4 separate regions of the Mus musculus genome follow, and regions 2, 3 and 4 are each linked to region 1. The links are chromatin contacts, called in public HiChIP or PLAC-seq and promoter capture Hi-C maps. All regions are on one chromosome and are shown on one strand. The core of a region is the stretch at or near the end of the contact, and the rest is flanking DNA. Distances in the headings are between cores, read along the strand shown. Region 1 holds the start of Sox21 (SRY (sex determining region Y)-box 21). Region 2 overlaps Abcc4 (ATP-binding cassette, sub-family C (CFTR/MRP), member 4). Region 3 overlaps Abcc4 (ATP-binding cassette, sub-family C (CFTR/MRP), member 4). Region 4 overlaps Abcc4 (ATP-binding cassette, sub-family C (CFTR/MRP), member 4).

What was found. Promoter capture Hi-C pulls out the DNA fragments that hold promoters and counts their contacts. HiChIP or PLAC-seq counts read pairs in DNA pulled down with a chosen protein or histone mark.
Region 2: an H3K4me3 HiChIP or PLAC-seq map of embryonic limb bud shows a contact between it and region 1, with 6 times the contacts expected there. The contact joins the enhancer-like site here to the promoter of Sox21 in region 1. A contact is called at or near these places in 1 of 39 promoter capture datasets (cranial neural crest), 1 of 484 Hi-C or Micro-C datasets (epidermal suprabasal cells), 20 of 115 datasets of contacts at active chromatin or transcription factors (astrocytes, a colorectal cancer cell line, craniofacial prominence and 12 more) and 2 of 9 other capture datasets (adipose tissue and embryonic tail).
Region 3: a contact with region 1 is called in an H3K27ac HiChIP or PLAC-seq map of stem cell-derived neural progenitor cells, with 4 times the contacts expected there. The contact joins the enhancer-like site here to the promoter of Sox21 in region 1. A contact is called at or near these places in 5 of 39 promoter capture datasets (cranial neural crest, frontonasal cranial neural crest, hematopoietic stem and progenitor cells and 2 more), 1 of 484 Hi-C or Micro-C datasets (nephron progenitors), 14 of 115 datasets of contacts at active chromatin or transcription factors (craniofacial prominence, embryonic basal ganglia, embryonic brain and 9 more) and 1 of 9 other capture datasets (adipose tissue).
Region 4: a promoter capture Hi-C map of hematopoietic stem and progenitor cells shows a contact between it and region 1. The contact joins the enhancer-like site here to the promoter of Sox21 in region 1. A contact is called at or near these places in 19 of 39 promoter capture datasets (the 3T3-L1 cell line, the HPC-7 cell line, HPC-7-derived erythroid cells and 13 more), 4 of 15 datasets of contacts at CTCF or cohesin (embryonic stem cells, large pre-B cells, pro-B cells and 1 more), 53 of 484 Hi-C or Micro-C datasets (the AtT-20 cell line, B cells, the G1E-ER4 cell line and 35 more), 34 of 115 datasets of contacts at active chromatin or transcription factors (Th17 cells, acute myeloid leukemia, astrocytes and 21 more) and 5 of 9 other capture datasets (adipose tissue, embryonic stem cells, embryonic tail and 2 more).

The regions. Positions count from the first base shown.
Region 1 is chr14:118,233,555-118,240,318 of GRCm38.p6, reverse strand. It overlaps Sox21 (SRY (sex determining region Y)-box 21), which reads left to right and starts at 3,289. Exons shown (of 1, transcript NM_177753.3): 1 at 3,289-6,764. The coding sequence starts at 4,684. The coding sequence ends at 5,514. It overlaps Gm4675 (predicted gene 4675), which reads right to left and starts at 4,087. Exons shown (of 3, transcript NR_131969.1): 1 at 3,375-4,087.
Region 2 is chr14:118,505,768-118,513,416 of GRCm38.p6, reverse strand. Abcc4 (ATP-binding cassette, sub-family C (CFTR/MRP), member 4) reads left to right here. Exons shown (of 31, transcript NM_001033336.3): 27 at 5,735-5,824. Among named protein-coding and RNA genes, the nearest start is that of Mir6391, 83 kb to the left of the region's middle. Within about 2 kb of position 2,501, at least 10 of the 459 cell types and tissues checked have an H3K27ac peak or open chromatin away from gene starts, as enhancers often do. A contact at or near this core is called in embryonic limb bud, where this site is marked.
Region 3 is chr14:118,541,421-118,548,149 of GRCm38.p6, reverse strand. The region is part of intron 20 of Abcc4 (ATP-binding cassette, sub-family C (CFTR/MRP), member 4); the gene reads left to right. Among named protein-coding and RNA genes, the nearest start is that of Mir6391, 48 kb to the left of the region's middle. Within about 2 kb of position 4,964, at least 17 of the 459 cell types and tissues checked have an H3K27ac peak or open chromatin away from gene starts, as enhancers often do. A contact at or near this core is called in embryonic stem cells and stem cell-derived neural progenitor cells, where this site is marked.
Region 4 is chr14:118,580,747-118,588,077 of GRCm38.p6, reverse strand. The region is part of intron 19 of Abcc4 (ATP-binding cassette, sub-family C (CFTR/MRP), member 4); the gene reads left to right. It also overlaps the pseudogene Gm23302. Among named protein-coding and RNA genes, the nearest start is that of Mir6391, 8.1 kb to the left of the region's middle. Within about 2 kb of position 5,522, at least 10 of the 459 cell types and tissues checked have an H3K27ac peak or open chromatin away from gene starts, as enhancers often do. A contact at or near this core is called in bone marrow-derived macrophages, granulocyte-monocyte progenitors and hematopoietic stem and progenitor cells, where this site is marked.

The sequences.
Region 1 (6,764 bases), core at 2,040-4,539:
AGAGTCAGAAAGAGACAATTTTGGTGTTTCTAGTGTAGTCATTAGGGAAAGCTCTTCTAGCCAGTGCCAACCTCCTTGTACAACCTCATCAGTACAACCTTAGCTTTGTAAGCACAGCAGAAACGATGAAAATCGGGGACTGAAATCTCAAAATGATACGAAAGCCTATATTTGTACCCTCTGATGTAACTCACTTTTCTTGCCTGTTTAATCCATTTGGAACCTGTATCGCCCTGCCCCCCCCCCCCCCCCCGTAGGATAAAAGACTGGGAAAGCAGAGCTGTCACTAAAGCCTAAATAAGGTTGGCTGCTGTCATCATTCCCTTCTTAGCAGGTCAAACAAGCTGCATTGCATTTCGAGCGAAAGATGACTCTTTCCTAGCACCTGCTGAAGAGCTGGACCCCAAGGTTCTCTTAAGGATAGTTTTAGACGCCCCGATTCCACGTGGATCCCACCATGAGGCTTGGCCTCTAAGTGTTGAAAGTATCCTGAAGGTTGGGTTCCTGAAACCTGTAGATTAAAATATCATACAGAGTGAGGATGGAGCAAAAGGAAAGGAGAGGAGGAGATGGAGGAGGAAGAAGCAGGAGGAGGAAGTGGGGAGGAGAACGTTGAAAAGATGGGGGGGGGGAGGGGGAGGCGTCTAGGTTCACACTGGGACCTGGACCTCCCTATGCCTTTGAGAAGAAGAAAGTGGATCTGCCTGGTTTGATGCTGCCAGGTACTTTTCGACTCCTGCCAGCATCATTGCTGCCTCCTAGTGAAGCTTTCGGGACTGGGAAAGGAGAGCAATTATGAAGGAGGCTATGAGGCGGGGGAGGGCAGTATCAGGACACCCACAGACTTTCCATGCAAGTCTGCTCTGTTTCCCACTGGATACTTCTGTGGCTCGGGCACTACCGTGTCCCTAAAGAAAGCAGAGTCTCCTGGTGAAACTAACCAGGTGGTCTGCTCTCTGCGTGCTTCCTAAGAGTCGACAGGACCCATCGCACTGACAAGTCTCTATCATTTCCTTGTCTTTTACCTATTCCTCATATGGGCCATTCCCTTTCCTATAACCTACATATTCATCATTCAGAAGGGACTGCACCCTAGTTGTTTAAGCATGTGCCATTCTACCGATCTGAACATAACAGGGGAGCAAATGAAAACTGAATTTACATTTGCACACACACACACACACACACACACACACACACACACACACACACACACACACAAAGGTTTGGGGCTTTCCCTTATTAAAAGCTCTGCTGGGCTCATGCCAGAGGGGTCTGGAGGTTGATGGGTAACAGGGAAACTATTTTCTTTTATCTCACAATTATTGAGGATGCTCTTTTCTTCAGATGTGAAGGTCTCAGGACAAGAATACTGACCCCCCACCCCCCCAAAAATCCAGAAGTGATAAACCAAAGCATCGCCCATTTTGAACTGTGCTAAGTTTTGTTTCATGAACACAGGTCGCACACACAATTATTTTCTTTTTATGATGTCTCTGCTTTCTACTGAGTTTTCTAACTTGGCTCACTTGCTAAAAGGGCAATGTTACATAGTTTATACTGGGGTTATTCACAAAAGTTTTATGTATTTGATTTTTGACAACTTATAGCATACATAAGCATAGATTTCAGTCATATATACAAACATTTCTATGCAATCATAATTTATTGCATGTTTATAAGATAAATTTGAAGCGCATAAATTATTTAAATTACCAACATAAATTGATTTCTTCAGCCTTCAATCTTTTTATGTCAAGATAATTTTCATTACTAGACTCAACTTTATTCAGAATTAGTGAATAACAGTTTTCATATATTGTGTTCCCATATATATGTTCTTTGTGTGACAGTGGGTAATATTTTGTCTCAAAACTATTATGCAAGTTGGTAGGTTGAAAGCTCAGAGACAGTAATTTTGTAGTTTATCATCATGAAACAGTGTATTTAATATCCTAGTCTATGTAATTACACTTGCCAGAGTCTTAGCATCGCACCACCCAGAGTCTGAATGACAGTGTCTACAAAAGTGAGGTAAAGAATTATGATTCTAGAGGAATCAGTTCAATTGTTTTAGCAACAGGAGAGCAAAAACAATACAAAATAAGCATTTACAAACATGACAGCTAAGGAAAACAGAAACCCACTTAACATGCCACTGCTGACTGGCATGTCTGTTATCACAACAAACATTTCAAAAGCCATCGCCTTCTTCAATTTAAATGAGCAACAAAACAAGCCCAATTCTTAAATAAATAGGAGTGCAAACCAATTCATGTTAATGCCCTGATTACAAATCAATGGTTCAAAGGTCCCGTGTGTGTACAAACTGGACATAAATTGCAAAAAGACATTTTAAAAAAAGCTAACCGTGTATACGAATGTGTTACTTGCAAACAGCCAAAGGAAGACAAGTAATCTGCCTGAAACACAAAGTCCCTGAGGAGGGGGGTTCCCCAGGAATATTCGGGGGTGCTATTTGATTTTTGATTGTGTATAGCGTCAATTATAATAGCTCTAACTACCAAGCAAGAAAACTGGCTCAACAGCATAAAAACTGTCAGAGTAGAACATTTTTAAAATTTTTATTTAGAGAAATGATTTATGCTTTTGATTTGAAGCAGCTTTGCCCTATCGTTGAGAGACTGCAAACGTTAAAGAAACAACACAGAGATAGCTCTGACGACCAGAATTAAAAGAAGGCAAAACAAGACAGAAGACAACTGTTTAAAAAAGCTGTGTATTCAGAAGGGGATGCGGGCTCAACCTAGGCTCATTCCTTTTCCAAAGGCTTGCCAAAAATGTTCTGTCCATCCTGGGCTACTTTCCACTCCACTACCTCTGAGTGCAACCATGAGGCAAGAAACTGCCGGAGGCGTCTGTTGCGAGTCACACCTGGCCCTCCAAGGAAAATGAGTACTTTCTTGCCATTCGGAACAGTCTCAAACACTTTCAAAGACTCTTCCCCCACTCCCACCCCCAGGCTCAACCCTCTTCCTCGCCAGTTTCTGAAGCTCTTTTCCTCTGGTGTACCGCTTTCATCCTCCCGGAAGAGCAGCCAGCAGAGCACCAGCAGCGCTGGGCAGAACAGGGGAGCCGCCGGCGACACCAAGCTCCAAACAGTGCGCAGACTCCGCGGCGCGCGGCGGACACTCCACTCGCCTAAACCTGCACTCAAAGTGAAAAAAGAGTAGGAGGAGGAGTGTTGGGAGGGGGGACGGGAGGAGGCTCCGCTGGTCCCTCCTCCCTCCTGGACTCCCCGGCTCCTCCTCCGCACTCCCAGGATATACACACACACTCACACACGGCCGCGGCTGGACATGCACACCCAGCGCCCGCTGCCGGCGCCAACACTCGCAGGTGGCGACACTCACCTGAGCCGGGCTGCAGTCGCCTCGGAAGCGGCGGAGCGAAAGCCTGGGCCCGGAGCTGGGAAAGCAGGAGCAGCCCCAGAGCAGACCTGCGATCTGAGGTGATATAGCACGTTTTCTTTAATCCCCGTCCTCCTCCAGGACCTGGATCCCTGCATCCTTCCAGCCTGCGGCGCCCGGAGTAGCCGGGACCCAGGGGCTCGCGGGCGCGGCACCCACGCGGGCGCACGCTCGGAGGCGCGCTCACCGAGAGGGGCGCGGCTGAGCCCGGGCCGGAAACTTGGGAGAAGTTAGTTGCAAGTGTCTGGCTGCTGCGACCGGAGCTGGGAGAAGGCGCCCGGGCCTGGCCGGCCGCGCCGCACCGAGCAGCCCTCCGCTTCTGGAGTGCTCCGGGAGCCCGAGACCTTCAGTGCGCCCGGGGAAGCTGGGAGCCAGCGGAGCAAGCATGGCCCCGGGGACAGCCTGCAGCAGCGAGTCGGAGAACCCGGACAGTCTCCACTGAGGCCCGGCGACTCAGGCTAACTCAAAACCTCAGCCCGCCTCCTTCCTCTCCTCTCCTGTGCCAAAGCCCGGCAGCAAGATTCTCCAGGCAGGTGCCCGGGGACAGCGTCAGCCCTCAGCAGAACTACAGGATTGGGGGTTCCATCAGCGCGCCCTGACCCCGACACAGAAGACGGGCCGCTGCAGTGTTTGTGTTTCTGTCCGCCGCCCTGCTCTGCGCGCCCCGACCCTACCCCTCCTCTTCCTCTTCGCGGCCACCCCTCCCCCACTCCCATCTGCTTCTGTCAAATGAGAAAGTCACCGGGGAGAACCCAAACACTCCAGCCGCCGAGAGCCCCCTTTGGCACTTGGCAGCACGCGGCGGCGGGCTTCTCGGCTCAACTTGGTGGATCCTCCGCCGCTCAACTTTCGGGGCTGCTTGGCTTTTAAGGCGCTGAAGACAGAGGAGAGGGGAGAGCAGAACCAGGCAGCGGCCACCTGCAGGGAGTTGGCGAGCCAAAGCAACGGGACAGAGGACAAAAAAGCAGAGGGCAGAGTGACACCGCGGAGTGGGGACACCGAGGAGAAGTTTCAGGGTCCCGGAGAGGATTTTTTCTTAGAGCTCGACCAGACAGACCAAAGCGGTCCGGGACGCAGCGCCCCGACCCAGGGCTGGTCGTCTGGTCCTCTCTTCCCGCGCGGGAACGACGCGGGGACGCACGGCCGCCCGCTGAGCCGGTTCCCTCTGGCAGCCAACATTGATTTCCTCCGGGCGGAGGCCGAGGGCCCCGGTGGCGGCGGCGGCGGGCTGCAGCCGCGGCACGGCGACAGCATGTCCAAGCCTGTGGACCACGTCAAGCGGCCCATGAACGCCTTCATGGTGTGGTCGCGGGCTCAGCGGCGGAAGATGGCCCAGGAGAACCCTAAGATGCACAACTCGGAGATCAGCAAGCGCCTGGGCGCCGAGTGGAAGCTGCTCACCGAGTCGGAGAAGCGGCCGTTCATCGACGAGGCGAAGCGCCTGCGAGCCATGCACATGAAGGAGCATCCCGACTACAAGTACCGGCCGCGGCGCAAGCCCAAGACGCTGCTCAAAAAGGACAAGTTCGCCTTCCCCGTGCCCTACGGCCTGGGCAGCGTGGCGGACGCCGAGCACCCGGCGCTCAAGGCGGGAGCCGGGCTGCACGCGGGCGCGGGCGGCGGCCTGGTCCCCGAGTCTCTGCTCGCGAACCCCGAGAAGGCGGCCGCCGCAGCTGCCGCCGCCGCCGCGCGCGTCTTCTTCCCGCAGTCTGCGGCCGCTGCCGCCGCCGCCGCTGCCGCCGCCGCCGCTGGCAGCCCCTACTCACTGCTCGACCTGGGCTCCAAGATGGCAGAGATCTCGTCGTCGTCGTCCGGCCTGCCGTACGCGTCGTCGCTGGGGTACCCCACGGCGGGTGCGGGCGCCTTCCACGGGGCGGCCGCGGCGGCTGCTGCGGCCGCGGCGGCCGCCGGAGGGCACACGCACTCGCACCCCAGTCCCGGCAACCCCGGCTACATGATCCCGTGCAACTGCAGCGCGTGGCCCAGCCCGGGGCTGCAGCCGCCGCTCGCCTACATCCTGCTGCCAGGCATGGGCAAGCCTCAGCTGGACCCCTACCCCGCGGCCTACGCTGCCGCGCTATGACCCCGCGGGGACCTGTGCACACACGTGTACATATGTATAGGTTCGAGACTCGCGGCCTTCCGCTGCGCCCTCGGGCGACAGGGGGCCCGGTTTGTATGTACATAGATGTATAGGTGTCAGGCAGAGGCGGAGATGCCAGTCCGGGCTTGAAAGGCCGAGCCTTCGAGGGCGCGGGCGAGAGAGCGTGTGGATTTCGCAGCATCATTCCCCAGCCGCCGCACTTCTGCAGCCAACTTTAAAGGAGAGCGGTTGTTAGCGCCAGCAGTTGGTGTTTGCTTTGCACTTCGGAACCTGTTGCGTTTTGACCCACAGAGGGGGAGGGGCGGTGCTTTACGATACGTTGGGCTTTCCAGTTTTGTTGGTTGGATTTTGCTTTTTGCGTCTCATCCTTCCTCCCTCCCGGTCCCACTTGGTCCGTGTTGCATGAGCTCGGTTCTGATGTTCGGTCTGAAATAGCTGGCCAAGGGGAGAGCCGGTGACTCGTGTCTTTAGCTTTTTAGAGTAGGGTGGCTCTGGGCAGCCTTACTCTGATTGTACTGTTGAATTCTGTAGGCCTCTGCAGAACACAGCCCGGATCTCTTCTTGACCAGTGAATGACCAGCTCGAATCCGGCCTGTATATGAGAGATGACCGCCGTTCCTTTTGTTTCATCCCATGTGCAAATCAAAGCAAGACCTTTTTTGGTTTTTCTTCTACTTCTTTCCCAAGAACAAGAAATGCAAAGAAATACATGTGAGGTGGAAGTTGTCAGTTCGATATTCTACCCCTGAAATATCAGCTAGAAGTCTCTGAGTCCGCTGGCTTGGACTTGTGACACAGTTTACGAACGCGTGGAAAGTACACAAGCTGTTTCCCCTCAAGGCTGAGTTCACCTTAAGATTGTAAATGTGTGTATGTCAGTGAAAACGTTGAGTCTTGGGAAATGTGTTATTTTCGTTGCCCTAAATTTGAGTCGGTTTGAGACTCAATACATGTTGAGCAAATGTCAAAGTTAACTTTTAAGAATTGCGGAACTTTCAGAATCGCAATTTTATCTAATATTAAATCAGACTTTTTTGTCTGGGCCGTAATTATATATTTATTACTTAGCAAAACTGGGGAAAAAAAGGACAGAAAGAAAGCACAGAATTGTTTTTGAAAGATGCCTCTCACCAACTAGTACTCCTCCCAAGCTGAACTGTTTTGGCCTGTTTTTCAGAGCTCCCTTCCCATTTAGCTTATTTTCTAGACAGCCTGCAATTCACTTGCAA
Region 2 (7,649 bases), core at 1,252-3,751, 270 kb before region 1:
TCCTATATGTGTATAACCCATTCTAGAAAGACTTAGGCCATTAACTTCTCTTTAAACTCTTATAATCCCTGGTGATTTTCTTTAAATCAAATTATTTACATAAACTAAACTTAGTGAAAGAGGAAGCAAAAACAAAACAAACAAATCCTCCCAAACTCAGAGCATTACTCAGAGGCACACCAAAACCCGCATGCACGTGCGGCACACAGCGGGGAGAGGATAGCTATGGTAAAACCTGACAAGCCTAATGTTTTTCTCACAGAAGCAACACTTCTCCTAACAGCTGGTCTGCAGCCCTAGGTGCTGTTGCAGTCTCAGTGGAGTTCTTTTGTCTTTGTGCTCTTCCCTGCCCCCATTTCTTAAGGTTTTCCTCCATCTGACTGCTTTAAAGGCTTGTTGCAGCTGTGACAGCCTCCATGTTTCCCTTCTTCCCAGGCCCTTAACCCATCCCCAAACCCTCATTTGCTGAAGAGTCAGGCCCAGCAGCTGCATAGCCAGGAGTCCCCATGCCACCTCCTGGATCATGCTGGTTTGAAACTGACCTGTGGCCAACCATATGAACTCCATACTAAAATCTGAATGCCTTGTGGGTCATCTGCCCACCTCCACACACCCACATGCTCAGAAACAAACATCTCACAAGCACTATCACTCCAGTCTGTGCTGTGGTATTTTCTCAGCCCTGTTTATATAAAAGAGAAAATGACAGTCAGGAGCCTCAAAATTGATTTCATGAGCCACTGGTCACACGCCTGCCCTTTGAAAATGCTGTGCCCGCTGCCCTGCCTTGGGGACTGGTGCCTGCTGACTGCTAACACCCTGGAAAAGGGGAGCCTTTGATAGAGCAGCCAGGAAGGAAACCAAAGATGGAGGAGATCTATAACTCATTACTAACTATCACGATAGTAACATCAGAACTTAGTATTAACCAGTCTCCACATTCTTTTTCTCGTGAATGTTTATAATCAAACGACGTAATGTCAGTTATTTTAGTCATTGTCTCTCTATCCACCCTGCCTAGGAAGGGTTCCTAAAACTATAGCCAGAGAAAACGAATAAACTCAGACGAAAGTCAAAAGTCGCGGAAAGCCGGTAGGCATCTTTTCCTAAGGCTCTTGGCTCGGTCAGGCGCTTTGGAAGGCAGTTTTGTGAAAGTGGCCTTGCCCAAAAAATACAAGTGACAAATAGAAAATCATTGTAGAAACGTGGATTCACTGGGTGCCATACTGAAGGAGCGCCAAGATACTCAACCGTGGAGGCAGAGCCCATCCTTGTATGTGTAGAGAATTCCAATCTACAGAGCGACGGGGGTCAAGCATCCTGCTGCCCTAAGTGAGCAGGAGCCAAAGCTGATTGTGTAGCACGGGAAGCAAAAGAGAAATCTAGGTCCGCCACCGAGTTGCAGGTCTAGATGAACCAAGCCAGCAGCCCGTTTGGGGAGCAGTAACTTCTTGCTCTCTTCTAAGCTCCTCCCCTTGGTTGATGGCTAAGCTCCTCCCCTTGATAGATGGCTAAGCTCCTCCCCTTGGTTGATGGCTAAGCTCCTCCCCTTGATAGATGGCTAAGCTCCTCCCCTTGATAGATGGCTAAGCTCCTCCCCTTGGTTGATGGCTAAGCTCCTCCCCTTGATAGATGGCTAAGCTCCTCTTGGTAGTAGACAGCTAAGGGCCTGTCATTTGTCAACCTCTCAGGGGCAATTCAGAAATAGAGTTTAAGGAACAGAGGGTTCCTAAGATTGGTGACAGTTCTGGGCGGGACTCCTGAGCTCCTTTAAGTAACAAGTGAACGGAGACGGAGCCCCACTTGAGCTGTATCTTCCTAGAGCAGAACAAATGGCTGACACCTGTACTTCCTCCGTACCCCCTACCACCTTCGCCACCGCCAGGAAGAGAGCCCAAGATGAGCCTGGCTTCAGGAACAGCTTATCAGAAAACATCTGCCCATGTGGATCTCAACATTTTTTTTCTGGGTAGAATCCCTTTACAAGCAGAGCCTTTTTTTTTTTTTTTTTTTTTTTTTTTTTTGGCACCAAGGAAATGTTCTCAATCAAAGAGCAATTCACAGCAAATTCCCATTTACAACGGCTAGCAGGGGCTGATGTGTACCAACATCTGTAATCTTTATCATGATCAAACAGATTCTTTGTGTATGTTTAATAGATTCCCTTTGTTTGTACCAAAACAAAAAGCCAGGTGCTTTTTAAACAGCCCACTTCTTTTTAAAATTCCCCTGAGCTTCTAATGAGTTTAAAAGGTTAACCAGAACTGCTATGCCTCTTTAAGGCCCCTTTCTGATCACCTGGTGTGTGTGTGTGTATGTGTGTGTGTGTGTGTGTGTGTGTGTGTTTCAAAGAGAAAAGAGGGTAGGTGTGGTGTTACTAGTAAAGAAATACAATTGGATCCCAGCCTAATGCAGTCCCTTTGTTCCTGCACACTGAAGTCTTCATTAAAACCCATGGCACTGTTCCCTGGAGCTGGTGACCTTTTTGTATTTAAAGGCGACTTTACAGGACTTAAATTCTTCTCTTTTTGTGGGCGAACAATGTTCTCTTCTTCTGAGGTTGCATGATGGTGAGTTCATTCAGAGGCTACAGGACTAAGGGAAGAAGAAAAGAGAAACTGAGCCTGGGGGACTTCAGGTGACGCCACCTTTGAGACCGGGAACCGCTGCCCGGCATAAGGATCAGAGTAGACGGGGCTTGGGAGGCAGAGCAGAGACAGTTCGGGCCCCAATGCGTGGATATTTTAGGAGAGGGATGTTTCCTGGTTGGTGCCCCCAGAAGATGAGAGTAAGCGTTGAACATTACGCTTGTTCATTTGTACTTTTTGTCTTGGTCCCTGGTTGGCTTAAGTGTCTGAAGTTGAGCGGGTTAAGTTTCTCCTTAGCATAATGGAGGCCTAGCTTGTAGTCAGTGCATTCAAAAAGCCTAGTAAAGTCTCTAATTTGGGGAACCGGGATTATCAGCTTGGTACCCCAGATGGTTTCATTTAGACTGGCTGCTTCTGGGTGGCACGCCTAATAAGAGCGTGTGTTATGTTAGTACCAGCCAAGCTCCTGCCACTGAATGTGCTGCAAAGGCTTACAACAGTAGCTGGATGATGAAAAACAAGTTTGACACTAGGCTTCTGGTTTTATTGCTGTATTGAATAAGTGCATTTATTTTCCTAATTTGACTCTTATTAAAGCCTATATCATCAGAGGAAATACTGAGGCTAATAAATTAGGTTGTCGGTTCCTCCCATTGATCCCTACCCTGAAGTCTTCTGCCTGCAAACATTTTTTTACAACACTTATTTATAAGACTAGTTTGTGAAATTCATTGCTTGGAGGTGGGTACTTTAAATAATAATATCTACCAGAAATAATAATTAACTTCACCCTTATCTCCCCTCTCAGTATGTATCTGCTATGAGGACTTTTTTATGACCTTTTGAAGATAATATTAGGGATTTTATTTGGCAGGTGGATAAACTAAATGAGCAGTGTATAATGCATTTGTCCTAGTAAAAGCAGCATTGTCAACAAATTGCCTGCTACTTTTAAAGAAAATATAGCTCCAACCAGTTAATGTTTTATTAAATCACTCTCCTTGTTCAACAAGTCTTGATGAAACTTTACTTATGAAATGTGTATCCGGCGTGTTGTAACAAAGAAAACTGCTCTTGTTTACTTAATTATTTTCTTCTAACATTGCTAAATAAACATGAGTGATTGCCCAATACTCCCTTTGAGTTGACAGTATAGATTTAATAGAGACCCTTATTTTAGTGAATAGTGGTCTAGGGATAATTAGCCAAACTTCCCAAGGGTCTCTTGTTTGAAGCTGGTGTTTAGGATACAAGAGAAAGCAGGTTCTGTGGCTGATACATATAATATGATACATATAATATGAAGGAGTTTCTAATGGGAGGAGGTAGGGATAAGGTAGGCGTCAGTACCTGCTCGTGAGATGGGGCGTTGGACCAGAACTGTCATTCCTCTAAGGCACCAAGCCACCATTCCTACTATGCTAATACTGTGAACTTTGTATGTCTGCAGTCACTTACATGTATTAGTGTTCAAGGTGGGGCACTGCAGAAGTCTAGGAGTTCTCTGTCAGAGTCTAGACCTGATATATTGGATGTGATTTTGCTGTGGAACCTGGAGGAAGAAAAGCTGAGGTAGATATCAGATCTCCTGGACAAGGAAAGTGACCTGTCCTTCACATAAACGAAGAAACCAACTCTTATTTCCCACGTGGGCTCAAAGCTGATTCCTGACCATGGTTACCTCAAGGCTCTCATATACACACTCTTAGAGCCACTTAGTCGGGGCCTCTGCGTAGCGTATTGGCCGTGGTGCTGAGTCTGTGTGGAGAGGTCAGAAAAGCATCAAAGAGAGAACAGTTGGCAGACAGCAACGTGCCTTCTGTGAACCTCATATAAGCAAGAAGAGAATTTACCTGTCTTGTTAGTTGTGCTCACTCGTCCTCCCTCCGTGTGTGTGTGTGTGTGTGTTTAATCTGCAGTCAGAAAAATAATGTTTATTCTGCTGATAAGAAAGTCCCACCACATGCAGATGGCCATTTGTCTTTCATCTTACATTCTGTAATTTTAAGCATAACCTTAGATAAGCCTTTGGTATTCCTTCAGTTTGATTTAGTTGCCATTTTCAAATTTCTTATGACTTCACAATCAACTTTGCACAAATAAAATTCAACAATGGTGTCCTAGTTCGGGGGCTGTGAGGGAATTTGAAGGGGAACAGCCCTGGTCTTCTGACACACATTTTTTTTTCTGTCATTAGTGTAAAACTAAGAAGCAGTAACAGTATCAGTCTTTGAAGGAAAGTCCTCCTCCTTGGTCTTTTAAGTGTTCAAGACCCTGTTCAAGGCTAGGTGACACATCTGTAGCCCAGGAGCAGTCCCCGGGACCTGTGGGAAAGCCGTGACTTTTGTTCTTCACCTCTGTGTACCTTGAGATTCTTCACAGCCAGTTGGGCTCTTCTCCGCTGCCCATGTCTTATGGCTTGGGTTGTCAGAACTCCTAGAAGAAAATCCGTGCAGCCCCCGTAAGCGCACATACACGACGCTGCCTTAAAACCTAGAAATCAGCATGTGATTCGGGAGCAACTCCTGAATGGAAGTTGCGTTAGCCGTCCGAGCTTCACAATGGGTTTCGGCTTACCGCGCCCTTGTAGTTAGCAGTGAGGTTCCCCAGACAGGCAGTCCTGATGCACAGACAAGATAATGTAGGGATTGGCTGGTGTGACGTCAGAGGTCATTTCCACGCTTGGAAGGGCCACTGGCTCCGTCAGCCGCACTCCTCCTTGAATGAAGAATAGAATGCGACCCAGAAGACTCTTCACCGAAGGAGGAAATAACAGGTTTCACCCAAGCACAAACTGTTCACACCACGTCCTGTTTTCCAGAGTCCTGTGAGCACGGACAAGTAGTTTTTTCACGTTACTCCAATAAACATAGCTTTGTTTATGACCAGGAAAGTGTTTTTAACAACAGGAACCCACCTTCCTCATTTCGTTCTTAAGACGGCACACTGCCACGGTTTCTTCTTTGAGCGTTCCGTGCACTGGGAAGGTATTTTGGAGCACATTTATGTGATGGGAAATTTAAGAGCAGTGACATTTTATGAGCGAGCGTGTTGAACCTTAGTGGACTCGAGTGCCTTTGTTTTCCTTTCTATGACGTCCTGAAAGTCAGAACGTGGCAGTGACATTGACTCTCTTGGGCTCTTAGGAACCTGTTCTGTTCACTGGAACCATGAGGAAAAACCTGGACCCCTTCAATGAGCACACGGACGAGGAGCTGTGGAGGGCCTTGGAGGAGGTAACTTCCACCGTTAGCATCTGTGTGTGCCTCTGTTGAGAGCACTTGGGGAAGCAGGGGTCAGTGCTGGAACTATCTTTAGTTCCCACTTGGAGGAGCATTGATGTTTGTGAATGGGCGTGAAGTGTGTATAAAATAATATGCATCATGCTGCATTTTAACTTCCCCAAATCTGACTTAGCCAATACATTATCTTGCTTGTCCTTTGCAAACCTCAAACTCTCCTAGAGACTCAATGTCCTGTACAAATGTTGTGAGAATTCTTCCCGGGGGGTGGGGGAGGGCACATGAACAATGTCTCCCCACTCAGCACATCCCGAGGTCCCAAGAACAAATCAAAGTTCAGTTCACCAATGATCCCTGTGGGAAAACAATGGGCTTATTAGGTTGTTTGTTTGTTTGTTTGTTTGTTTGTTTTTACAGAGTGTGGATGAGGGGGCTATAGAGTGGGTGACCCTAAAGCAGCCGTTCTGGAACATCTGCACCTAGCATAGGTGATTCGTTGAGGGAGCACCTTCCATAAGCCTTCCCCACCCCGTATACTCTAGCTCCACCCCGAGTCCCCAAGGCCATGTTCAGTCAGGGCAGAACTTCGTACACATGAACAGGAGGAGTGATTGGAAATGTGTGTGAGGGTCCAGTGACCTTCTAAGGGCGCATGCCACCAGTCCATGAGCTGTCATGATGATTGACAGGTGCACAGAGGCCCATGAGCTCAGGAAGGTGGGCTGTGTGGCTCAGAAGGTAGTGCTCTACAGCAGCCACTTAGCTTCCTGCTTTTTCTGGGGCAGAGGAAGCGTCTGCGAAAATGAGGCCATCTGTTTTCATTATTAACTGAAGGGAAAATGACGTCATGCTTAAACAATGCTCCCGAGTCTCCCCTAAGAAAGTGTTTATAAAAGCAAATTACACAGAATACGAGAGCACTGTTTGCGGACAAACCTGTCATTGTAACGCCGCAGAAGAGTCCAGCTGGCAGACTCCTGGAGCCTTGGTTAGCTTGCTGTATTGATACCCTTAATTTTGGAGGATTTTCCTGTTATTTGTGTAGTGTGTTTCTGCAGGCCGCTTCTCGGGGGTTCCTTACTCGCGCAGGCAAAGGATTTTGGCTGTGAAGGTACTTCTAGTTTACGTGTTTTAGCATAAGTGGTTTGCAAGTTCACGCTAGTTCTGCAAATTAATTGTAAGCTGCTTAATAATAAAAATCCCTCCTGGAGCCTAGCTCAGGGTTTTACTTTTTAAAAAATCAGCGGTTAACGGAGACGCGGTAACTGGCTGATGGACTCTTCGTTGCAGAGACTCGTGGTATATTTCTTAGAGACAAACACTAAAAATCACCAGAGCTCAGAGATCAGCTGCCCTCTGCCATTACCATAGTTACGGTTTTGAAGTAGCGTCTTCTCCCCTGTCACCCTTTCTGGTAAGCTCCGACATCTTTTAACTTAAAGATGGCTTCTGACTGTGTGCACACACCAGTTGGGAGCCTAACGGCAAAAGGCATCTTCAAACGTGGCTGCCGTACACTTTTTTTCATCTGTCACCCACAAAATGAAATGTTGCTAGCTTCCCTTAACTCACAACCGAGGTGGCGGATGTGTAAGACAGTCCTGAGGGTCCCCTGTGCTTAGACTCCACCCAAGCCGCCCTAACAGTCATGAGGAGAACCAGTGACAGGCCCAGGTCCACGCATATCAAGGTGTCCGTGTGCTGCATCTGGGGCTGATCTCAGGCGTCTTGGATGCCTCTCAGCAGTGAGGCGCCAGTCACACAGTCGTTCTGTTTCTCTAGAAATGCTTTGCCTTGGTAATATTTTTAAGAAACAGGG
Region 3 (6,729 bases), core at 3,715-6,214, 310 kb before region 1:
GGCAGGCCTGGATGCTGATAGCAGTGAGGGATGCAGCAGCCCAGGATGCTGTGATGCAGTGAGGGATGCAGCAGGCCAGGATGCTGTGATACAGTGAGGGATGGGCAGCCCAGGATGCTGTGATGCAGTGAGGGATGGGCAGGCCTGGATGCTAAATGCAGTGAGGGATGGGCAGGCCTGGATGCTATGATGCAGTGAGGGATGCAGCAGGCCAGGATGCTGTGATGCAGTGAGGGATGGGCAGGCCAGGATGCTGAATGCAGTGAGGAATGCAGCAGGCCAGGATGCTGTGATACAGTGAGGGATGCAGCAGGCCAGGATGCTGTGATACAGTGAGGGATGCAGCAGGCTAGGATGCTGTGATGCAGTGAGGGATGGGCAGCCCAGGATGCTGTGATGCAGTGAGGGATGGGCAGCCCAGGATGCTGTGATGCAGTGGGGGATGCAGCAGGCCAGGATGCTGTGATACAGTGAGGGATACAGCAGGCTAGAGTGCTGTGATGCAGTGAGGGATGGGCAGGCCTGGATGCTGAATGCAGTGAGGGATGGGCAGCCCAGGATGCTGTGATGCAGTGAGGGATGCAGCAAGCCAGGATGCTGTGATACAGTGAGGGATGGGCAGCCCAGGATGCTGTGATGCAGTGGGGGATGAAGCAGTCCAGGATGCTGTGATACAGTGAGGGATGCAGCAGGCTAGGATGCTGTGATAAAGTGAGGGATGGGCAGGCCAGGATGCTGAATGCAGTGAGGGATGGGCAGGCCAGGATGCTGTGATGTAGTGAGGGATGGGTAGGCCAGGATGCTGTGATGCAGTGGGGGATGCAGCAGGCCAGGATGCAGTGATGCAGTGAGGGATGCAGCAGGCCAGGATGCTGTGATGCAGTGAGGGATGCAGCAGTCTAGGATGCTATGATGCAGTGAGGAATGCAGCAGGCCAGGATGCTGTGATGCAGTGAGGGATGGGCAGCCCAGGATGCTGTGATGCAGTGAGGGATGCAGCAGGCCAGGATGCTGTGATGCAGTGAGGGATGGGCAGACCTGGATGCTGTGATGCAGTGAGGGATGGGCAGACCTGGATGCTGTGATGCAGTGAGGGATGCAGCAGGCCAGGATGCTGTGATGCACAGTGAGGGATGCAGCAGACTAGGATGCTGTGATGCAGTGAGGAATCTCCTGAGTTCATTGTTCTCTTATCCCATTTCCATTCAGTATCCTACAGTGCCCTGGCCTCTGGGTCTGTGCACCATCCCTGTGCACAGAAGTGGTCTGATGGTGTCTGAGCAGTGCATTTTACTCTGAGAGACTCATGACTTTCAGAGTTGTGGATAAGGTGAGGATGAACAGTGGTGTCACTAACAGAACCTTCTGCCCCTTTGAGTGAAGCCATTAATTTGGGAACCCTGAGGGCTGAATGTGGCCTAGCTGGTCTGCTCCTGCTTGACTGGCACATTGTGTTTGCCCTCCTGTCTCTTAAAAGCACACCATTTGCAAAGCTAGTAAGTGGTCTGCCCTCCGTTGCTGGCGCTCTGCCCCATAGTCACCGCATGCATCCTACTAAATTTTCTCAGGATGCTTGTCATTGTAACTTAATGATGACATTCTTACCAACAAAACTGATACCATATAACAAGGAGCTTGATAGGCTGAAAGCTTTGAAATGACTCACTAACCACTTCTCTTAAGACTAGGTGCCGTGGTGCACACATATAGCCCCAGCCAGCACTGGGAGGCTGAGGAGGCTGTCCTGACCACCTAGCCAGAGTTGGATCCCAACCCCCCCCCCCAAAATACTCAGTTAAATGCTCTCCTCCCCCCACCCTTGGTAGTAAATTAGGTTTCCGTGCTGTCTTTGTTACTAGGTTACTGCAGTGAAGAAATACATGACCAAGGCAGCTTATAGAATAAAGCATGTAACTAGGGATTTGCTTACAGCTTTAGAGAGTCAGTTTATGACCAGCATGACAGACCAGAGCAGGGAGCAGGGCAGCAGGCAGGCATGGGGCTAGAGCAGTAGCTGAAAGCTCACATCTGATCTGAAAGTTGGAGGGAGAGAGACAGAAAGACAGAGAGCCTGGGCCTGGCGTGGGACTTTGAAACAGCAAACCCTCATGTTTCTAACAAATGTCTTATTGTCTGTCCTAAACAGTTCACCAACTGGGAACCAAACATTCCAATATATGAGCCTATGGAGGCCATTCTCACTTAAACCACCACAGGTCTGAAGAGTAGGTGGGGGAGGGGATGTCCTGGAGGAATACACGGAGACCCTGTGCAGAGAGCTTCCTTCCCAGTGTCTTGAGAGTTGTTGAAGACTCGTTATTTATAAGACTTTTCAGGAGGAAGAAGCAGGTATCGCTCAATGAATCCAAGGCTTGCTCTAGGTTGTAAGTTCTACATTGTACATGTTTTAAAATTAAGACTAAGCTGCAGGGAATTATTTCCGACCTGCCTTACATTCGTAGGTCATAGCTTTCAGGATTCTATTGCATCCTGCCTGGAGGAACTGGACAAAGTTTTGTGGGGGATAGTCTCTGAACACCAGGAAGTAGAGAAGGCACACTTGTCAGGACTCCCAGGGTGTGTGATGTTTGTAATGAGACTATGTTGTGGAATAATAATAGCACAAGGTGTTGAGACAAGGCTTCAGACAAGACAAAGGCAGTGGGGACAGATCCTGGAGAGACGGTGTCCTGAGAACCAGCCCTTAACGTTGTAGTAGTTGGTAGGATACGGAGAAGAGGGCACCGAAAGCAGAGGACTGGCCCAGCACAGAGGCAGAGGGTCAGTGATTTAAACACGGAGCATCGACATAAGAATGCCATGGTTAAGACAAATCCTGACTCTGACTCTGTGGTGCAGAACGGTTCATCCCTCAGGGATGCATCCATCACAAGCCATTTCTGTTTTAGGCAATAGGTTCTCAGGTATCCCAGGACGGCCTTGAACTCACTACATAGCGAAGGATGACCTTGCACTCTGATCCTCTTGTCTTCCCAAGTTCTGGGATGAGGAAGCCTATGCCACCATGCCCAATTTACATGGTGTTGGGAGTTGAACCTAGAGCTTTGCATGTGCTAGTCCAGCTCTACCACCGGAACTACTTCCTTACCCCATAGGTAACCCTGAAGGCCACCAGATGTGGCTATGTTTCATTACATCGTAGGAGCTGGAGAAACTGAGCTGCCCTCCGCTCTAGATGAGGACAGACTGTTTAAAAAGCTAATGTGTGGATTCTCTCCTGTGTCTTCCTACGTGAGGTCACAGAGCCCTTAAAAAATCACTTCAGTCCGTGCTCTTGCTTCTTCAGGAAAAGCCTTAAGTTTACGTGCTGTGGAGTGACTGTGTGTGACAGAGTGGCACTTAAAGCATAAGGGTCACATGTCATGTGTGATAGCATTGGGGAGTCTGGCAACCTTCCTTTCTAATTCACTAAGCCTTACCACTGACCCTCTCTATCCTCACAGAGCTACATTCTGTGCATGCTCACAGAGCTACATTCTGTGCATGCTTACAGAGCTACGTTCCAGACATTGCTGACAGAGATACATAGTATAGAGCGGTAAAGATGGAAGAAAAGCACCTACCTCATACGGAGTGCAGGAGAGAGGGTTGCCAGCGTGCCAGCAAAATTCTCTTCCTTCAGTTTAGTTTTGTTTTAGAAGTAAGATTCTGATACATTGTATAGGCTGTCTCGGAATTCTTGGGCTCAAATAACCTTTCTACCTCATTTTCTCAAGCAGATAGAGTTGCGGATAGAGTGATAGGTCTTTGGCTGAACACCCCCGGACCCTGTCCCCTACACGGCCCACTGCCCCCCCCAGGTCTGGGGATCTAATCCAGAGCTGGGCACCTGCCCCACCACTGAGCCACACCCCCTCCCCTCAGTGACACTCCAGCAAAACTCATTCAAGTAACAAAGGATATGCTTCTTTTAAAATATAATATTATCTCTAAGCGAGACAAATAAATTGGTAACAGTGATCATCGTCTGCTCTCTTGTGTTCCATTGAGGTAACTGTCTGACACAGACCAGACCCAAGTCCCAGCTCGTGAGCTTGTATGGAAGATGTTGGGTTTGTGAGTGCTTATCATTTTAGTGGCTATTTCCCATTCTGTGCCACATGATCAGGGTCTGTTGTTTTCAGAACAGATCATTGAGCAGTAAATATTTCATACTAATGTAATCTCTGGACTATTCCCAAAGCTTCCGTGGTCCCCAGTAGCATCGAGCAAAGTGTCTCACTTATCTGGAATTCTGGCAGCTAACATGCCCACTTCCGAACAAAGCAATTGAAAATGTAGTGACTTGTCATTATTTAGTGGGGTTGAGGGGGGGGGGTGTACTTCTGAGTGTGCAAACTTGCACACAGCTGCGTTCTGCAAAACGCTGCCAATGATTTAGAGCTTCGTTGCAAAGCCATTCTTCTTCACTTCACATCCTCATCAGAAAGAAAGAGAGAGAGAGAGAGAGAGAGAGAGAGAGAGAGAGAGAAAGAAAGAAAGAAAGAAAGAAAGAAAGAAAGAAAGAAAGAAAGAAAGAAAGAGAGAGAGAGAGAAAGAAAGAAAGGGAGAAAGGGAGAAAGGGAGAAAGGGAGAAAAAAGAGAAAAAGAAAGCAGGCCAACAACTTGACTGAGCTTAAATAACTGACTTTTCCTACCCTTTCATGGCACACAAAGGACTAATCCTAAGGCTACTCTAGCCACCAGTGCGGGCAGTAGTGGAGACCACCACTGAACGCACCTCCCCTCCTCCCTGCACATAGACACATTGACTTCTGCTTTATGAAGTGAAAATGCCAAGCCAAAGGACGCGAAGGAGCCGTCCCCAGTCCCTTCTTCCTGGGGGTGCAGGATGAGCAAAAGCTACTGCATCTGGATATGGGGAACAAAGCCAGCCTAGGACTTGGGGATAATAGGCTGGGTCACTGGCTTTTATAGAAGCCCAGGGGTGGAACTGCCCGGACTTGTCTGGTCCCACTGACCCTTGCACGGCTTTGTGTGGAGATGTCAGGGGAAGTGTGTAGAAAGCACCCAGGACAATGACTTCGTCATTCTGAGATTTCTATGGTTTGCTCGGCCTACTCCCACCTTCCAATTCCTCTCAGACAAAGGACGGTGTTAGGTAGGTTGCCTCACCCTGGTTTTCAAAGATCTCATTCTTTAAAAGTAAACTCATCCATTTTTTAACCGAATCAGAGTGTTTTTCATGCTTTTGGAAATCAACAAAAGAGGTTTTATTTGGTGCATTTGCAAGGAGGGAATAATTAATCACCTGGAAATGCCAGCCTCAGAGATAGCACTGTGCCAGCTGCCTGACTGAGGTGTGCCCCCTGATCGTAGACAGTCGAGCTGACGATAGCAGGTACTGGCAATATTGACCAACACATAACCCAGGCAGCCCATGTGATCGGTTGGTATCGTTCATGAGGCCCCCTGACTACTATTCCTGGAAGAGGAGAAGTTTGGGATTTTTGCCAGTCAGAGAGTTAGCACCACACTTGGTAGTGTGGTGACAGTCACTGGGGATTCTCCCAGGCTTGTAGGCAATTTGTCCCAGCATGTGTGCTCTGGCGATAATGGTTGTAGTTTAGCAAGAAGGCAATGAAGACGTAAAGAGCAAAAAAAAAAAAAAAAAAAAACAAAAAACAAAAAAAACAAAACAAACAACAACAACAAAACTGAACAATTTTGTTTTTTAAATCAAGCCTGGTGGTGTTCTACAGGAGCACAAAACTTTATAAGCTAACATGGCTGGGTGGTGTGTGTGGTCAAAGAATAGAGGTCTTCACTGTGCCTCCGCACCCCCACCCCTGTGGGCTCTCCCACCGTCAGCCATCCTACACAGTTGTTAAGGCAGAGAGTAAAGTGGTGGAGACTTCTAGAGTTCCATTATCTCGCTGTTCTTGCTTGTATCCATTTTTGTCTGTGTTCTGGTGTTCTGGTTGCTTCAATTTTATTAAAATCGCACACTTCCTATTTTATGTTTTTTTTTTTTTTAAGATTTATGTATGAGTACACTGTGGCTCTCTTCAGACACACCAGAAGAGGGCATCGGATCCCATTATGAATGGTTGGGAACCACCATGTGGGTGCTGGGAATTGAACTCAGGACCTCTGGAAGAGCAGTCAGTGCTCTTAACCACTGAGCCATCTCTCCAGCCCAGGATTTTGTTGTCGTTGTTGTTTGTCTACACTTATTGCGTGTGTGTGCAGGAGCATGCTTGTGAAAATCAGCTCTCTCTTCTGCCATGTAGGTTCCGGAGAAGAAATGGAGGTTTTCAGGCTCGGCAGCACACGCTGCACCCCATTAGCTGTCTCGCTGGCCTGAGCACTTTGCTTTGTACATACACTGTGCCTTTCTAATCCCATCTGGATCATGGTTCATCATCATCAGTCCTGTCTTGGAGTCTCTCCTGTTTCTGAATTTCACAACCCACTTGTTCCTCCAAGCCGTTTCTCTGGCTCCTGATGGGGGATTCGCTGAGGGTCTGAATCCAGCCTAGAAGTAGACGGCACGGCCTCTACCTTGTGGTGCAGGGTTCAGACCCCCTGAGAGAGGTCACCCAGGCCTTGGGAGCTGTGTGTGTTCTGAGCCACATTTCCAGTCTTCTAGTCACATCTAGAAATGATGTCTAGTCTTCACATGGGTCCTCTTCCCTCCTCTAGAAGCACCCAGTATAAATCCTTCTTGACACTGTGACTATAAAATTTTCAGCACATGCCTGCACA
Region 4 (7,331 bases), core at 4,273-6,772, 350 kb before region 1:
GTGTGGAAGTCAGTAAGGACTAGAATTCTGTTTGCTTGCTTTTTTTTTATAGTTAAAAATCCATGTCTTGTGTTAGCTTTGTGCTTCCTGCTGTCTTCAAACGTACCTGTTATTTCATCACCACATTTCCCTGACTCAAGATCGGGCACTTTGTACTTGATGAGTAAACGCATATTGGTTTGATAGAGCAGGCGAAAGCTTTGTAGGTGCAGTCTCATCTCCCCAAACTACGCCCAGGGAGAACAATGGAGATTGATGGTCATTAGGATATGACCGCAGCCTTTTGTTTTATAGTTAGCGCATGTATGGAATCAAGCTCTGCTTTCCTGAGAGCAGCTGACAAGAGATCACAGATAGATCACTCTAGACCGAGTCCACAGAGTGGGAGGGCCCGGATGGAAAAGCCAACACTGGTTCCTCAGAAGCTGTGATTCATAATCTATGATTCTGGCCCCTAGATGTTTACCAACTGAGGAGAGGAAAGGTCAAACACCCAATAAAGTTCGTGAAAGGGGACTTTTAGCCTTCCCATAACTTGGGGTTTGGGTTGCTTTCATAGTTGTGTTTTATAAACTGTGTGGCCCAACGAAACAGGTGAAAACGCATCTGTTTTAAGACTTGGGCCGAGTAGAGGGTGGGAGGTTAAGGCAGACTGAGGTTCTCTGCTCTTATCTGGAGGGGCCACAGACCAGTGATTGATTGCTTCAGTCCCCCGGCCTCGGCCTCCAACAAGTAAGCAGAGGAGTTTCTTTTCTCCTCAGGCATCTGTTGGTTATCTTCTATGGACCTCTATTAAATCTCATCTTCACAAGCATAAGCCTAAATAGCCCTAGACAACAAATTATTTTTTAAAAAACATAAAAATAACCCAGACACTGTTCTTTGATTCGGCATAGTACTGACACAATTGGAAATTTCCAGTTGTGGGTGGAGCTCTAGATTCACACAGGCCCCTAACTCATTCCCATCCATGGCCTCAGAGTGGATCTCTTCAGCATCTGTGACATCAGTGACTGGCTCTGATGTCATGAGGTTTCCAAAAGTTCTTCTCCTGGTACTTCAGGGTGAATTGTTTTCAAACTGGAACCATGCTGGTGGGAGGATGGAGTTTGGAGACTTGAGTACATGATTCTGTATTTAAGATCACAATTATTGAGTTATAGCAGACTCAGAAGGCTCTACTCTGACCCAGACACTTTCCTGATCCACCAGAGAAGTCAACATGCAACAGCTTAAACCAGGAACCGGGCAGGGGCGTCCCTTTATGAAGACTTGTGTGCACTCTATGCCTTCTAGAAGTCTCAACAGGAAATAGAATACAAGCAATGATATTTTCCTCTCTTAGTAATATTATCTTGCAATCAGCCATAATCCATTGAGTATTCTCATTCTTGGAAACCAGGATTAATCTTTGAGGGGAAAAATCCCCCTCTTTAAGTAGAAGCCCTTTAATATCTAGAAGAAAAACTTGACAAGCTTCAAAGTGCATTTTGAGTGGAAGTTTATTAAAATGCTGTGGTTGTGTAGAAAGCTATCGCACAATCAAGTTCTCCGGTCTGGAAATTCTTTTGCTTTCATTTCTTTCTTTCTTTCTTTTTTTTTTCTTTACATTTGCATTTTAATAGATTGTATCACGTGGGCAAATGTTTCAACCTCCTGAACACCTGGAAAGTCTATTTTAGACTTGCTCTGGGTGTTTGGAAATCTTTAGCCAGACGTTATTCAGCATGCAGTCAGTGTCATCCAGGTGGGAAAATCCTGCCTGCAGGTCTGCCTTTGCTGCAGAGTGGAGCACCGTGCAGCTTGTGGGAAAACATCCTTAGAACAGGTAGCCCTGCCCGGGGTGGGGGGCGGCAACCCCTCCTCCTCACTTTGGGATTAGTGGATAGCTTCCGATTTCTCACTGAACTTAAAGCAGAAGTTTAGAGATTTTTGGCTCAATGGCTGGACTCCTTTTGAGCTCAGGGAAGCCTAGGATCTGATCTAGAGATCAGAGGCCCAGTTAAGAACAGCGGCAGCCGGTACCTAGGACATTTGCAAAGCTACTTCAGTGCCAGGGTATTTGTTCTGACATATATTTTGTCACGCGTATAATTGCACACATGTAGATCATCTGTGCTTTATGGCATAGTCAGAGCCCTGGTTAATACATTTTCATTACTTTTAAGTACATAGGAGTAGAAGAACAATCCCGTCTCAAAACAGAATAAAACAAAAGAAAACAATCCAACAAGAATAGATGCACAAGGAAACACTGCTTTCTTGTAAGTCATCATGACCAATTTTACAGGGGGCTGGAGCAATGGCTCCGCAGTTGACAGCATCAGTGGCTCCCGCAGAGGACCTGGGATTGGTTTCCAGTCTGTGACCGACTCACCAACCTCTCTGACCCCAGTTCTAGGGTAATCAATGCTTGCTTCTGACCTCTGCAGGTGTTGCGTACATACATGCAGGGGTCATACATGTACATACAAACACTCATACACATAACAGTTTTAGATAATTAAAAGAAAAATTTCTTCTGTTAGAGACAGAATGGTCTAGAATCATGAAATTAACTGGGGGCAGGGCAGTGTGTGGACTATAAATTTATTTTTCCTTTTTTGGAGAACAAGATAGTATTGACATATTAAAAACTGTATCTCATGCTAGTCTGAATCTCTCTAAACTCCATATTGTTTATCATAAAGATGAGAGTTAAACATGGTTTAGTGTGTACCATAGACTGAAGTTCTCATCAGTACCAACTTTTCCCTTTTTTGTCCATCCATCCGTCTGTCTGTACGTCCATCTTTCCTGTTTTTTTGTTTGTTTGTTTGTTTGAGACAGGGTGTTTCTGTGTAGCCCTGGCTGTCCTGGAACAGCTTTTTGACTGGGCTGACCTTGAACTCACAGAGATCTGCTTGCCTCTGCCTCCTGAGTGCTGGAGTTAAGTGGAAAAGAATATGGACCTCTTCATGAATTCGCATGCCTTCCTTGCACGGGGACCATGCTGATCTCTGTATCGTTCCAAGTTTAGCATATGGGCTGCCAAAGCCTTCGCATGGTGCTGGTCTTCATGTGGCCATGTTGGTGTGAGGAAAAGTGACTGCATTCCTTCCCTGTGGTGGTGATCATGTGGCGGGCACTGGAAAGTCATTCTCCCTTGACTTTCAGACTAAATAAGTGGGTGTTGACATCACCAGCCAAGCCAGCATGATGAGAGGGGGCACTGTGTAATCTAGACATCAGCTGGTTATCACAAATCCAGATCGACTCCTCTTCCTTTAGGAGTCATCCGGTCTGTAGGCCAGGCAAGTACATCCAGTGCTTCTTCCATAACTCAGGAGCTCCATGCGAAGAGCTTCCGCTTCCTCCACGCCACATTGTCTGAGCGAGCATCCTTCATCCGCACTCCAGAAGCTGTAGGAGATGAAAGCTTTTTTTTTAGTTGAGCTTTCAGGAATGTTTCTAAAATGTTCTTTATTAGAATCACCAAGTGCTAAGATGACAGGTCAAACTGTGAGCTTTTGGGCTGCAGAACGGGGCCACCTCAGTTTTGGATAGATATTGCACATCATCTTTTTTTTTTTTTTTTTTTTTTGTTTTTTGAGACAGGGTTTCTCTGTGTAGCCTTGGCTGTCCTGGAACTCACTTTGTAGACCAGGCTGGCCTCGAACTCAGACATTTGCCTGCCTCTGCCTCCCGAGTGCTGGGATTGAAGGTGCGTGCCACCACGCCTGGCTGCACATCATCTTTTAACCCCCTCCATCCTCACATCGGCTTTTGATTGGGCGTCAGAGTGGACAGAACACTGGTTGTCGACTAGGATGTTCTGGGTTGAAGCAGCTGTCCTCAGTGGCGCTCATGGTCCCGTGCGTGTGTGAGATTTCGTTTCTCATGATACCATGTGTTTTATATCATTTCCTTCTGTTAAAGGTGTATAAGGCAGAAACTTTGGAAATGAACCAATGGGTAGGTTTACCCAGCAGGAACTGCAATGACCCCTCCTTAATTTCCCTGTGGTGACTGCGAGCCAAGGTAGTATGTGGTGAAGAACATAACTTTGGAGGCTACCTACCTGTCTGCAGATCACAGCCTCATGCATGCCAGACTATGAGGCCTTCTCAAACTGCTTCCAACACCATAAGTAGCATGGGATTGATAGAACTCTGTGTGTGTGTGCTTGCGAATATGTGGATGTGTGTGATGTGAGACACTGCCTGGTTCATAGGTAATTAAAATTGATTGGTTGAATTTTTCTTTTTTGACTGTTAAAAGATGACATGATACAATTTTAGGGATTTTCCTCCCTCCGACTGACAAATTCTAAATCAATAGCCTAGGAAGATAGCTTAGTTCCTTTTCTGTTACTGTGATAAAACACCAGAACTGCCAACAACGTAGGGAAGAGAAGGTTTATTTTGACCTATGGTTCCGGAGGAGTAAGAGTTTGTCTCAGAGTGGGGAGGAGCAGCAACCAACAGCAGAGGGGGCGTGGCAGCTGGACCGGGAAGTGAGAGCTCACACCTTCAAAGGCAGGTATGAGGCAGACACTGTGACCTGGAAGTGGCATATGATTTAAATTCTCAAAGCCCACCCCCCAGTGACGAACTTCCTCCCCAGACAGTGCCACCAGCTAGGGCCCAGGCGTTCAAATACCTGGGTCTGTTGTAGACATTTCTCCTTGAAACCGTTATACACGTTCCCATACGCAGCGGGTTTGCGGGAAGCGTGCTGTCTTGGCTTTATGGAAAAGCAGATCACCTCAGACGAACAAGCCTCAAACGAAACCGGCATTGTGTGGCTTTGTTGCTTTGCGTGTTTTGTTTTTGTTTTTGTTTTCAATGGGGCTTAGCTTCATTCCAGAGTTCACTTTAAACTTAATTTGGTTTTACAATGAGAGCTCAATTTTGCATGTAAGTACCAAACATCTGGTTTACTTTTTGTTTGAAGATGATATGACTGAAGTTCTGTACAGAAGTCTATTTGCAATTAAGGAAAGACGGTTTGAAATTCTATAATTGAGTTCTATTTAAATGGCACTTTGGAATCATTCCAGGTGAGAGGATGGTTGTACTTCCTCGGAGTGGGAGAAACTTCTTCTTTTTTTTTTTTTCCTTTTTTAACACTATTGGCAGTTAAAATGTAGAGCTTCTATGTATTCACCTTTTGCAAAAAGCGTGAAAAATGACAAATTTCACAAGTGAAATCTAAAGTTGACCCAAGGCAGTTTTAGATTGTTGGGCCTTCAAATTTTATTCCTGGGATGTTTTTAGAGACATTCTGTGGTTTGTTCACTGCAGTTAATTCTGGGCACTCCTTCTCCATGTCTGTCAAGCGGTCGTTCTGACGCTTCAAAACTTCCTCTTGCGCAAAATACAGTTACGGCAGCCTGAGAAGAAAATGAGATTTCTAGTTGGTTCTTCGAAGCTCTGGGTTATCTTTTTAGAACATTGAAGGGTGTAATAAATCAAACAGGGCAAATATAACTTTCTACTATGTCGACTGCCCCATTAGCATCAATAAGCCAGCAATTTAGATGCCATAAACTACTGGCTGATTCTAATACCCTTGAGAGATATCCAGATACATAGCTCTGGGTGGAGAGATCTAACAGAAAAGTGCTTGCTGTTTTGCTGCCAGTGCTGAAGGTGTGTCTGCAGGTGGGGAGCCCCTGGCCAGGCTCTTCAAGAGGGGAAGTCAACATTAGTCATGTCAGAGTCTCCATCACCAGCTCTGTGCTGACATTTGGTGACCCTGTCACACTATAGGATTTCTTTAGAAATAATTGGAAAGAATTTTTTTTTTAGATTTATTTATTTATTATACACTGTAGTTGTCTTCAGACACTCCAGAAGGAGGAGTCAGATCTCATTATGGATGGTTGTGAGCCACCATGTGGTTGCTGGGATTTGAACTCAAGACCTTCAGAAGAGCAGTCAGAGCTCCTAACCGCTGAGCCATCTCTCCAGGCCCTGGAAAGAAGTTTTTTAAGTTAAGAAAAAGCTAAGAAACCCCTAAAGCCGACAGGTTGTGGAAAGATACCGAAGGGTTTCACAGCATTTCCCTGCCCATTCCTTTGATGTCTCAGAGATCAGTCCTATGACGGGTTGTGTCTGTTGGCAATGACAAATCTAGCTTCTTATCAAACCGTGGATCGGCCGAGAGTGGGACAGATTTGGCCTCCTTCCCTGTGTCCTGTCACTTAACAGCAGGCTTCGTTCATTTATTTTGGCAACTTAAACTTCTCCAAATGTTGTCAGTTTCCTTATCTCCCTTCACCTGCTGTCTTAACAATGACAACAGAAAACAAAACACTTACCCTGGTCTCTGACTCCCGAGGGTCTGCCATGTGGGTGCACAATTCCTCTTGTTCTCTTGTCCAGGCCTCTTGGTACTGTCCCCATTCATTTACTTGAGGGTTGAAAAAAACCAAAAAAACAAAAAACCTTAAAGAACAAGATTCCCACGAATCGTTAATTACAGTGAGAATTTCAGCTCAACATTTACTAACCTCTCAGCATGTCTGTGTCCTAGGAATTTGGAGAATACTGGATAGTGTATTCTCTGTTCTCCACGGATATCTTTTCTGTTTATTTTGGGCATGTACATGTGTGGTGTATGAAACCGTTTGTGTATGTGTGGTCGAGTACGTGTGGTGGTCAGAGGTCAATCACTCTCTCTTATTTTTTGAGACAGTCTTTCACCAAACCTGGAACTTACCAATTTGGTGACATTGCTACCTTGTCTGGCCAGCAGGCCTGGGGGGGTGGGGGTGGGGAGGGGGAAGGGGGCACAAGTCTCTGCCTTGCCACCACCTACCCACTGATGCTGGAGTTACTGATGCACAGCACTGTGCTTGACTGGAGTTACTGGTGCACAGCGCTGCGCTTTGGGGACCTGGAGTCCACCCCTCATGCCTGCCTGGCAGGTGCTTCAGTGCCCAACACTCTCAGCACCTCCTTGTTCATTTTCTAAAGATGTCTTACTAATACCCGTGGATCACCACGATCCAACTGTAGTAACATTTCTCTTTTCTGGTAAAAATTGAATTATTTCTTCTCAAGTGAGGGTGGGAGTCATAGCAATCGGAAATACATTAACATTCTCTAAAACTTGTGTGGGCTTAGCAGCCCACCACTCACCCACTAGGAATCTAACAGGCTGTGCTCCAGAATGTGACATGTTTGTTGAAATTACAAAGTCTACCTTGAGTCTAGTGTGGAAGTGAGTGAGAGGCATTTCAGCTTCTCCATTCCTGCTTTCCTTATTCTGTCCAGTCGACTCTTGCCTCCTTGTTTGTATCAGTCTTCGAAAGGATTTTATATTTGGAAATGAATTATTTCTAA